Regions from separate parts of the Sus scrofa genome. Here all the other regions are linked to region 2. Evidence: chromatin contacts called from public Hi-C and promoter capture Hi-C data. All regions are on one chromosome and are shown on one strand. Each heading gives the region's core, a stretch centred on a gene start, on an enhancer-like site or on the middle of the called end of the contact. The rest is flanking DNA. Distances are from core to core; before and after follow the strand shown.

The links. Promoter capture Hi-C pulls out the DNA fragments that hold promoters and counts their contacts. Hi-C and Micro-C count contacts between places; a contact is called where the count stands out from the background.
Region 1: a promoter capture Hi-C map of liver shows a contact between it and region 2, with 5 times the contacts expected there. The contact joins the promoter of CTDSP1 here to the promoter of CNOT9 in region 2. A contact is called at or near these places in 2 of 5 promoter capture datasets (fetal liver and liver), 7 of 47 Hi-C or Micro-C datasets (alveolar macrophages, blood, epiblast stem cells and 3 more) and 1 of 2 datasets of contacts at active chromatin or transcription factors (alveolar macrophages).
Region 3: a contact with region 2 is called in a Hi-C map of liver, with 6 times the contacts expected there. The contact joins the promoter of PNKD here to the promoter of CNOT9 in region 2. A contact is called at or near these places in 2 of 5 promoter capture datasets (fetal liver and liver), 4 of 47 Hi-C or Micro-C datasets (alveolar macrophages, heart right ventricle, liver and 1 more) and 1 of 2 datasets of contacts at active chromatin or transcription factors (alveolar macrophages).

The regions. Positions count from the first base shown.
Region 1 is chr15:120,449,397-120,452,096 of Sscrofa11.1, forward strand. CTDSP1 (carboxy-terminal domain RNA polymerase II polypeptide A small phosphatase 1) reads left to right here and starts at 1,253. Exons shown (of 6, transcript XM_021076473.1): 1 at 1,253-1,666. The coding sequence starts at 1,600.
Region 2 is chr15:120,588,971-120,591,670 of Sscrofa11.1, forward strand. It overlaps CNOT9 (cell differentiation protein RCD1 homolog), which reads left to right and starts at 1,384. Exons shown (of 9, transcript XM_001925220.5): 1 at 1,384-1,806. The coding sequence starts at 1,783. It overlaps USP37 (ubiquitin carboxyl-terminal hydrolase 37), which reads right to left and starts at 1,260. Exons shown (of 24, transcript XM_003133658.6): 1 at 1,003-1,260.
Region 3 is chr15:120,344,091-120,346,790 of Sscrofa11.1, forward strand. It overlaps PNKD (probable hydrolase PNKD), which reads left to right and starts at 1,451. Exons shown (of 10, transcript XM_021076195.1): 1 at 1,451-1,570; 2 at 2,326-2,494. The coding sequence starts at 1,504. AAMP (angio-associated migratory cell protein) reads right to left here and starts at 1,361. Exons shown (of 12, transcript XM_021076200.1): 1 at 1,022-1,361; 2 at 936-1,019; 3 at 325-477. The coding sequence starts at 1,055.

The sequences.
Region 1 (2,700 bases), core at 3-2,502, 140 kb before region 2:
GGGACAGGACGCGCCCGCCCTGCCCCGCCCCGCCCCGCGGCCCGCGGGGGAAGGAAGTGCTGAGGCGTGTTTGTCAAGGCTTGGCGATATTAGTATTTTTAAAATGTGAACAAAAAGTAATAACGACAAATGCAAGGATCTTAATAAACAAGAAAAGAAAGAAAGAAAGAAAAAGAAAGAAAGAAAGAAAGAAAGAAAGAAAGAAAGAAAGAAAGAAAGAAAGAAAGAAAGAAAGAAAGAAAGAAAGAAAGAAAGAAGATAGACCACCCTCAGACCTAACCACGCACCACACGGGAGTTTCCTTTGTAAAGAATCTGCGTGGAAACGCTGGCCCCGCGCCTGCCGGTCTGTCTGCACAGACCCAGGCGGAACGTGTGTTCAAGGTCCTCCAAACAATTGATGACTGTGATGCCCATAGTCAGGCATTGAGCCTGCAGGGCTTGAGTCCACGGTTGACCAATGCGTGGGGGCCGCCGTCCGATTTTCCCCTTCCTCAATAGTCACAGAGTGGCCGGCTGGGGAGTAGAGGACCTAGGAAGGCCTCTTGGAGAGAGTGTCATTTCCTCTTCGAGGTCCGTGGGATTTGGCTATGCGGAGAGGGAGGAAGTGCATTTCACGTAGAGGGAACAGCACGCACAAAGGCCCTGAAGCGCGTGGAGGCGCTTGGCTCCGGGCGGGAAAGTCAGGTAGCTGGAGTGCGCACGGGGAGTGGACGTGGCGGGGCGGCTGAGGGAATCCCGGGGCAGGCAGTTGGCATTTTCACGCCCTACAGCTCTGGGTTTAGGGGAAGGAGCCAGAGACTGCGGTGAGTCGCGGTCACAGCCCAGTTAAGAGCTTAACTGTGTGGATCTGCACAGCCGTCTGAAGGTAGCAAAGAGCCTTTACACGCTCACGACATCCCTGCGAAATAAGCCTTACGACCGTCGGAGAGAAGACCCACTTTATAGACCAGATGGTGTAATTCCCATTTCCCAGAAGAGGAAACCGAGAAGCTGTCAGCCCGCGACCCTCGGAGAGTGCAGGGGAGGAGCCGCACCGCCCTAGGGCACTCCTGGGCGTGGGCGATTGGGTAGGCTAGGGTAGGGTAGGGCAGGGCGGGGGCGGGGCCTGGCCCCCGGCAGCCAAGAGTCGGGGAACTGTGGGCCGGCTGCCGGTCCTGCCACGCAGCCGCAGAGGCTTGGCCCCGCGGGCGGGCGGGAGGCAGGAAGGGAGGCGACGCCCCCTGGAGCGCGGCAGGAACCCGGCCGGGCCCGCCTCCCAGCCCGCGGAGCCGCGCCGGCCCCTGAAGTGTTGAAAGCCCGAGCAGAGTCCAGGTCACGCCGAAGCCGTTGCCCTTTTAAGGGGGAGCCTTGAAACGGCGCCCGGGTTCCATGTTTGCATCCGCCTCGCGGGGAGGAAACTCCATGTTGTAACAAAGTTTCCTCCGCGCCCCCTCCCTCCCCCTCCCCCTTAGAACCTGGCTCCCCTCCCCTCCGAAGCTCGCGGGGATCCCTCCCTCCCACCCCTCCCCTCCCCCCCGCGCCCCGATTCCGGCCCGAGCCGGGGGGGAGGCCGGGCGCCCGGGCCAGAGTCCGGCCGGAGCGGAGCGCGCCCGGCCCCATGGACAGCTCGGCCGTCATTACTCAGATCACCAAGGAGGAAGCGCGGAGTCCGCTACGGGGCAAAGGTACTGGGGCGCGCGGAGGGGGCTGCAGCCCGGGCACCGCAGGAAGGAGGGGCCCGGGACCTTCCCGGGCAGCCGCCACCGCCACCCCGGCCGCCCGCCTCGGCGGGGGCCGAAGCTTCCAACCCGAGGGGGAGCGGGATGAGTGTTTGAACTTGCGGAGGCTCTGAGGCGCGGGGCGGGGCCTGGCGCCTTTGGGGCACTCCTGTCTGTTCTAGTCGGGGAAACTGAGGAAGGGGTAGAGAAGGGGAGCCCTCCGGGTCTCCTAGACTGGCTGTGCACCGTGCCGGAGAGTCGCCCCCCCCCCACCCCCGCGTTGGCGCCAATGGGACTGGGAGATGGGGGGGGTAAAAGAGGGCGCCTTCAGGCCACCAGCTGAGACTCCGCCCCCTCTGGGCCGCGGTCTAGTCGGGTGGCGGGAGGGGGCGCGGAGGTGACAGCGGACTGGGGTGGGTTGCATCTCCCGCCAACACACAGCCACGTTCCCCACAAACTTGCGCGCCCCGCGTGGAGGCGCCGAGCCTCTCAGAGGCTCCAGAGAGGGGTAACCACTTCTAAGGGTCCCCAGCGCGCCCGCCGGGAGACCCGAGCGTCGTGACAGTGCACGCGGTGCCCCGGCTTCAGGCCGGTGGGCGCCAGGCCTATGCCCACACTACCGACCCGGGAAGCCGCCCATCTCGGCCGGGCTTCCCAGGGCTGACGGGTCTGAGCTGAGGGGTCTGCTCCTCCCTGTCCGGGTGATGACTTCAGAGGCTAGGAAGATCCTGCCACCTCTGGGGGGCCTCGCACCCCTCAGGGGCAGGGGGCCCGGGTGGAGGGGCGCTTGGAGGGTGGGCGGATCATGGTTGGAGGTCCGTGCGGGGGTGGAGGAGGCGGGGCCAGCAGATGACCGCAGGACACTGGCCCAGGCCCCTGCTCCCTGCCTCTGGGCCCAGCCTCAGAGAGGACTTTGGACCTCCAGAGGCGGAGAAGGGGACGGAGGGCTGTTGTGGGCCGCAGGGCCCCAGACCCCAGCCCTCTTTGGCAGGGGCCCAACA
Region 2 (2,700 bases), core at 134-2,633:
TACCGCTGAGCCACTATAGGAACTCCCGGAATTCAACACTACTGATAACTTCTTTCACCTTTTCTACAAAACTTGTACTCCTCTATCCAGCTACGAAATGCCAAGAATTCCTCAGTGCCCCATCCGAGGTCCCCTTCCTTTCTAGCACTGTACTCTTTTTAGGCAATTTCATCCACAACCAGAGCTTCAATTACTTTCAACATAACAGATATATACATATAGATATAGATATATATACATGCACGCACAGACCTGTATATAGTTATATACACACACATCTGCCTATATATCCACTCAGAACTCTATTCTGAGCGCAAACCCAGTATAATCAACTGCCTACTTGACATCCTCTGATAGCTTTTCCAGTTAGACATGTCGGATAGTGCCTCCACAAAATAGGCATTTACACAGAAACTACATTTTGAAAGGATTATAAAATTACTCCAGGCCAACTCTCCAGAAAGAGGATTTTGTCATCAATTATCTTTTCGTGTCATGACCTACAACGGGTAAACCTGACAATCTGATCCGATGGCTAAAGATGGGGAACAACCAACCAAAACCACGACAAAAATACAATTCATGCTTTTTAGTTAAGAGATGGTTAAGGGAGAGAAGATGAAGAATGGTCAATAGAATGAAACAGTATCATGTCCCAAGGCCTGATGGACGTGCGGCAACGGAAGTCACCTTAAGTGATAGCAGGCCTCGCTAAGGGGGGCGCAGCGGAGGACAGCCCCCAGCAAAAAGGAGCCAGGTTTGAGTTGCGGGGGGGAGCGAGTGACAGTAAAAGACCAGGTCAAAGGAGGGGGAAAGCCTGGGGGAAGACCCAAGTAGAGTACCTGTGAGGCCAGAGGGGGCGTCGCGGGGATGGGGGCGGGCTGAGCAGCAGCCGGACGAACTCCAGAGGAGTGAACGCCGAGTGGGCGGACCGCAAGGGGCGGGGGGTGGGGGGGCCAGGGTAAAACGGCTCTGTGGAGACGCTCGCCGGGCCCGCCTTACCTGTGCCCGCGAGTCCGGAGCGCCGGACAGGCCTGCCGGAAGCACGGAGTCCAAGCGGAGGGGGAGGAGCTGGGGGTAAGGAAGGAAGGGACACCAAACACGAAAGAGAGGGGCCGCTCACTCCCCCAGTCAGGGAGAGCGGCTGATGGCGGGAACTGTGACCACACGCAAACACGCACGCACGCACGCACACTCGACGCGACCAGACGAGGTGCGTGCGCGAAAGCCTGGAAACTCCGCCCCTCCTACGCCCTCGCCCCGCCCCAGCACCGAGGGAAATCTCGCAGAGGTAGCCCCGCCCCTGTACTGATCGTAGTACGCACGCGCACTATCCATCTCACGCACTTTGCACCGCCCACCATTTCCCTCCGCGTCAGCCCTGTTGGGCATGCGCACTACTTGTCCCCTCCAGACTGCCGGGTTTTTCCCGCCCTTTACTGGCCTCTGGAGGAGGCTCAGAGTTCACGCCCCTCTATGGGGATACCTGCTCCGAGCCGGGGAATGCGAGGACTAGTAGGTGGCAGACGTCCTTCTGGTCCTGAATCTTAAGGGACAAAGGATAAACTCTAGGACTGTTAACTCTTTGGAGAGCTGAGAGGCGGGAAGAGGTAGTGTGGGAGGGGTCAGAGGTGAAAGGTCAGAGGGCTGCGAAGGGGGCGGAGCGAGCCGGAGGCGGATGGCGGCTGCGGCGGCTCATCATCTTTGGCGGCAGAGGCGCTGAAGCTGGGACGCGAGTCCGGCGCGTCCGGCAGTTGGAGGAGAGCGGCGGCCGCTCCCAACATGCACAGTCTGGCGACGGCTGCGGTAAGTGCCCGGGCCGCCAGGCCTGGGGCCCAGAAGCCTTCCTTAACCCCGCGTTTCGGCCTTCTTTTCCAGCTCCCTGTCTCGGTCCGGGAGTCCTGCTCCTCCTGCCCTCAACCCGCGAGGCCCGGGCCTCCCTCCTCGCCGCGCTTGGCTGTGGCGGAGCAGGCCCCCGCTTTCCTCGCCGGCCGGCTCTCGCGGCCTCTGGCGTGCCGCGTAGTGCGTTCTTTTCAGGCCCCGGGGCCTGGTCCCGCGGCCAGAGCGCCTCCTTCGCAGCCCCGACCCGCCATTCATTGATTCATTTGCTTGACCAACAGTTTCAGGGCGTCAGTTGCGTGCTTGGCGTCGGCGGAGCGAGGGGAGTTCCGCAGTTTGTCTGACATGACCCATGCTGTCGAAACTCCCAGCCTAGGCACATCGCGGCGGGGAGGAAATGGCTTTTAGCTCATGCCACTTGCTTTACAGATGCAAAATCCGAGACCCGGAGAAGTGAACAGTTACTACGTTTGACTTTCGATTCTCTGAGATTACAACCTTTTTTCACATCTCGTTTTACCAGCGTGATCTTTCACCAAGAAAAACAGTGTAAATCAACCTGCCTGAAGTAATCCTATGGCTTCCCATTGCATTGAGATAATATCCAGACTCCTTGCCTCGGCCTACAAGGTCCTCCCTGAACGTTATGTTCCTGACCCTCGTTTTCAGTCTCTTGTCACTGCTCCGCAGGCTCCAGCTACACTGGCCTCAGTTCCATCTTTTCTCCCTATGCTTTTACACTCCAGCTTGCACCTTCTGATCTCTATTCCTAGAATGCTCTCTCTCTCACACACACACATACTCACACACAGACACTCCCCCACCTCCTTCCTTTGCTATAGATGTCGGCTTCTCTTCCTC
Region 3 (2,700 bases), core at 201-2,700, 240 kb before region 2:
AAGGTACTATTACCTCTAATTCACACTAAAGTAACTTTCACCAATGACAACTGTCGAAAAAAGAAACTAAAACGCAGCGGTGTTGATAAAGATCATACACAGGCAAGCAACAGGGATAGGATTTGAACCCAAGTGTCTCAACTGACTCCAAGAGCCAAGCTCTCCTCCATGCCATCGCACTGCCCCCCTACCCGTGAGCTCCTCCAGGGCAGGGCCAGCATTTTCCCACCTCTGTGTCCCTCATAACGTGCCCTACACAGGGGACGCCTGATGCTCAAGTGCCCACCTGGACCGAGTTTATGACGGACCTCCTCAGGCACCTACCTGAGTGCAATGCAAAGGTGACCTCGCTATCGTCTGGGCCCTCCATGCTGCCGACCACCCCTTCCTGGGGTTCCAGAACCCAGCCCTCCTCATTGCCCTCTTCTTCTTCCTCTTCCTCAAAGTCCACATCTTCCATCTCCTGAGCCAGGTCGTCTGCTTTGGGGAGAGGGTTAAAAGACGAGGCTCGACAGGCGGTAAGTGGGATGCGAAGCGTGGGGAGGCCCGAGGCTGGGGTGGGTCATGTGGCAAGAGAGCAAGGTGAGGTCAGACAGAAGGGGTGAAGAGGCGGCAGGGAGGAGGGGGGGCGTGTGGGACGGAGGACAGGAGAGGTCTGAGGACCTGGGGTTGGCCAGCGACCGTGTGGGAAGGGAGGACCGAGGGGATGATGGGAAGGGGGTGTGTGAGGGGAAGGGCCAGAGGAGGCGTCAGGGGAACCCCCACCCCGGCCAGGCCTGAGAACTAAGTGTGGGGTTGGGGGAGAGAGGAAGGGCGAAGGAGGTCAGTGGGACTGACCGGTGGGGTGGGGGGAGAAGGGGAGGGAGGGGAAGCAAGGGTCAAAGGCCAGGGGTGAGCGCCTCCTGTCCCATGGCCTGAGGATCAGCAGCTCTCACCCGGGTCCGGCGGACCGGGATCCAGTTCTACCACCTCGATAATCTCTTCATCACCATGGAAGCTTAGGGTCTCCAGTGGGGGGTGTCAGCGGCAGCCCCGCTTTCCGATTCAGACTCCATGCGGCGCAAGCGGCGGATCCACTTCTCTGGGCCCAAACGCCTCCCAGAGTCAGCTCTGCGCGACGACGCGGAACTCGAGCCCCTCCTCCCGGGAGGAAGTAGGAGTAGGCGACCACCCGGCAGAGAGAGCGACGGCCTCTCGACCAATAGCGAAGGGGGTGGACTCGCTGAACCACCAATCACAGGGCAGAGTTGGGAGAAGAGCCCGGGGCGTGGTCGGGGGAACCCAAACTCCGCCCGGCCTGACTCCGCCCCCAACAGGAGAGAAACAAGCGAGCGTGCGCGCCTCCGGGGTCTCCTGGGAAGAGTAGTTCTCCTGGGTCCGCTCCGCAGGCTTCTGGGAAATGTAGTTTCTGATCTGTAGGACAGACGGAAGGAGCGGGGGAGGCCCCTTACGCAAACTACAATTCCCGGCGGGGAGCGCGGTGAAGGGGGGTGGGATCTGAACATGGCGGCGGTGGTAGCTGCTACGGCGCTGAAGGGCCGGGGGGCGAGAAATGCCCGCGTCCTCCGGGGTAAGGAGAGGGACCCTGGGGAGGGTAGGACTGCAGGGGATCCCTTTTTTTTCACATCTCGCTCAGTGATAGCGGAAGGTCAGGGTGTTGTTTGCTGCCTGCACCCCTCTGCAGGATCTTAAAGAGTCAGGGGGCTAAAAGATGCTGTCTAGAGGTCACCCACTCCATCCCCTCAGCCTTCCGGTTACACCGTAACTCTGGAGTCTTGGAGCGAAAGGGAGCCCCGAGGAAGCCTTCTAGACTCCCGCGTTCTAGATGTTTCACACTCACCGCAGTGCAGAGGAAAGAGCCCTGGGCTTCTGAAGGCTTGGGTTCTAGCCACGGATAATTAGCAGTTTGACCTTGGGCGAAGCAGTTCGTCTCTCGGGGCGTCAGTTTCCTCTTCTATAAAATGAGGGGATGGAGTAGACTACCTTTACGCTCCCTTCCAGTACTAACATTCTGCAGTTTGGAAACCTTTTCTCGGATTTCCTTCATACGCCTCTTGTGAGCCCCACTGCAGTCCTTCACATCCTGCCGTCTGAAATGAAGAACAGCGAAGCTCGCTCTCCTGGCACCGGGGTGATGAGCCCGCAGTGACGTGGAAGTGGCTTTCAAAGGTGCCACCTCGATGGCAATTTTCCCATTTCCCTCTGGACTCTCCCTGGCACTTGTTACTCCAGACCGCAGTCACTCCCCTTCCTCAGATCACAACCACTCCTCCCCGGGATTCCTTCTCATCCTCTCTCACTGACTTTCCTTGCCTCCATCCACAGGGATTCTCTCAGGAGCCACAGCTAACAAGGCTTCCCAGAACAGGACCCGGGCACTGCAAAGCCAGAGCTCCCCAGAGTGCAAGGAGGAGCCTGAACCCCTACCCCCTGAGCTGGAATACATTCCCAGAAAGAGGGGCAAGAACCCCATGAAAGCTGTGGGACTAGCCTGGTGAGTTTTAACCCTTTGCCCACCAATGGGGAGTGGCACCAGGGGAGGGTGGGACCCAGAAACTTCTCCAAGTTTCAGGTGGTGAGCTGAATCCAAGGTTGTGGAGACAGAATTGCTGGATGTGAGCATGGGCCTCTCAGAGGACTGGGGCAGGGGAGGTGGGAAAGTATGTGGAATTGGAGAGACAAGTAGGTTTTGTGTGGCGT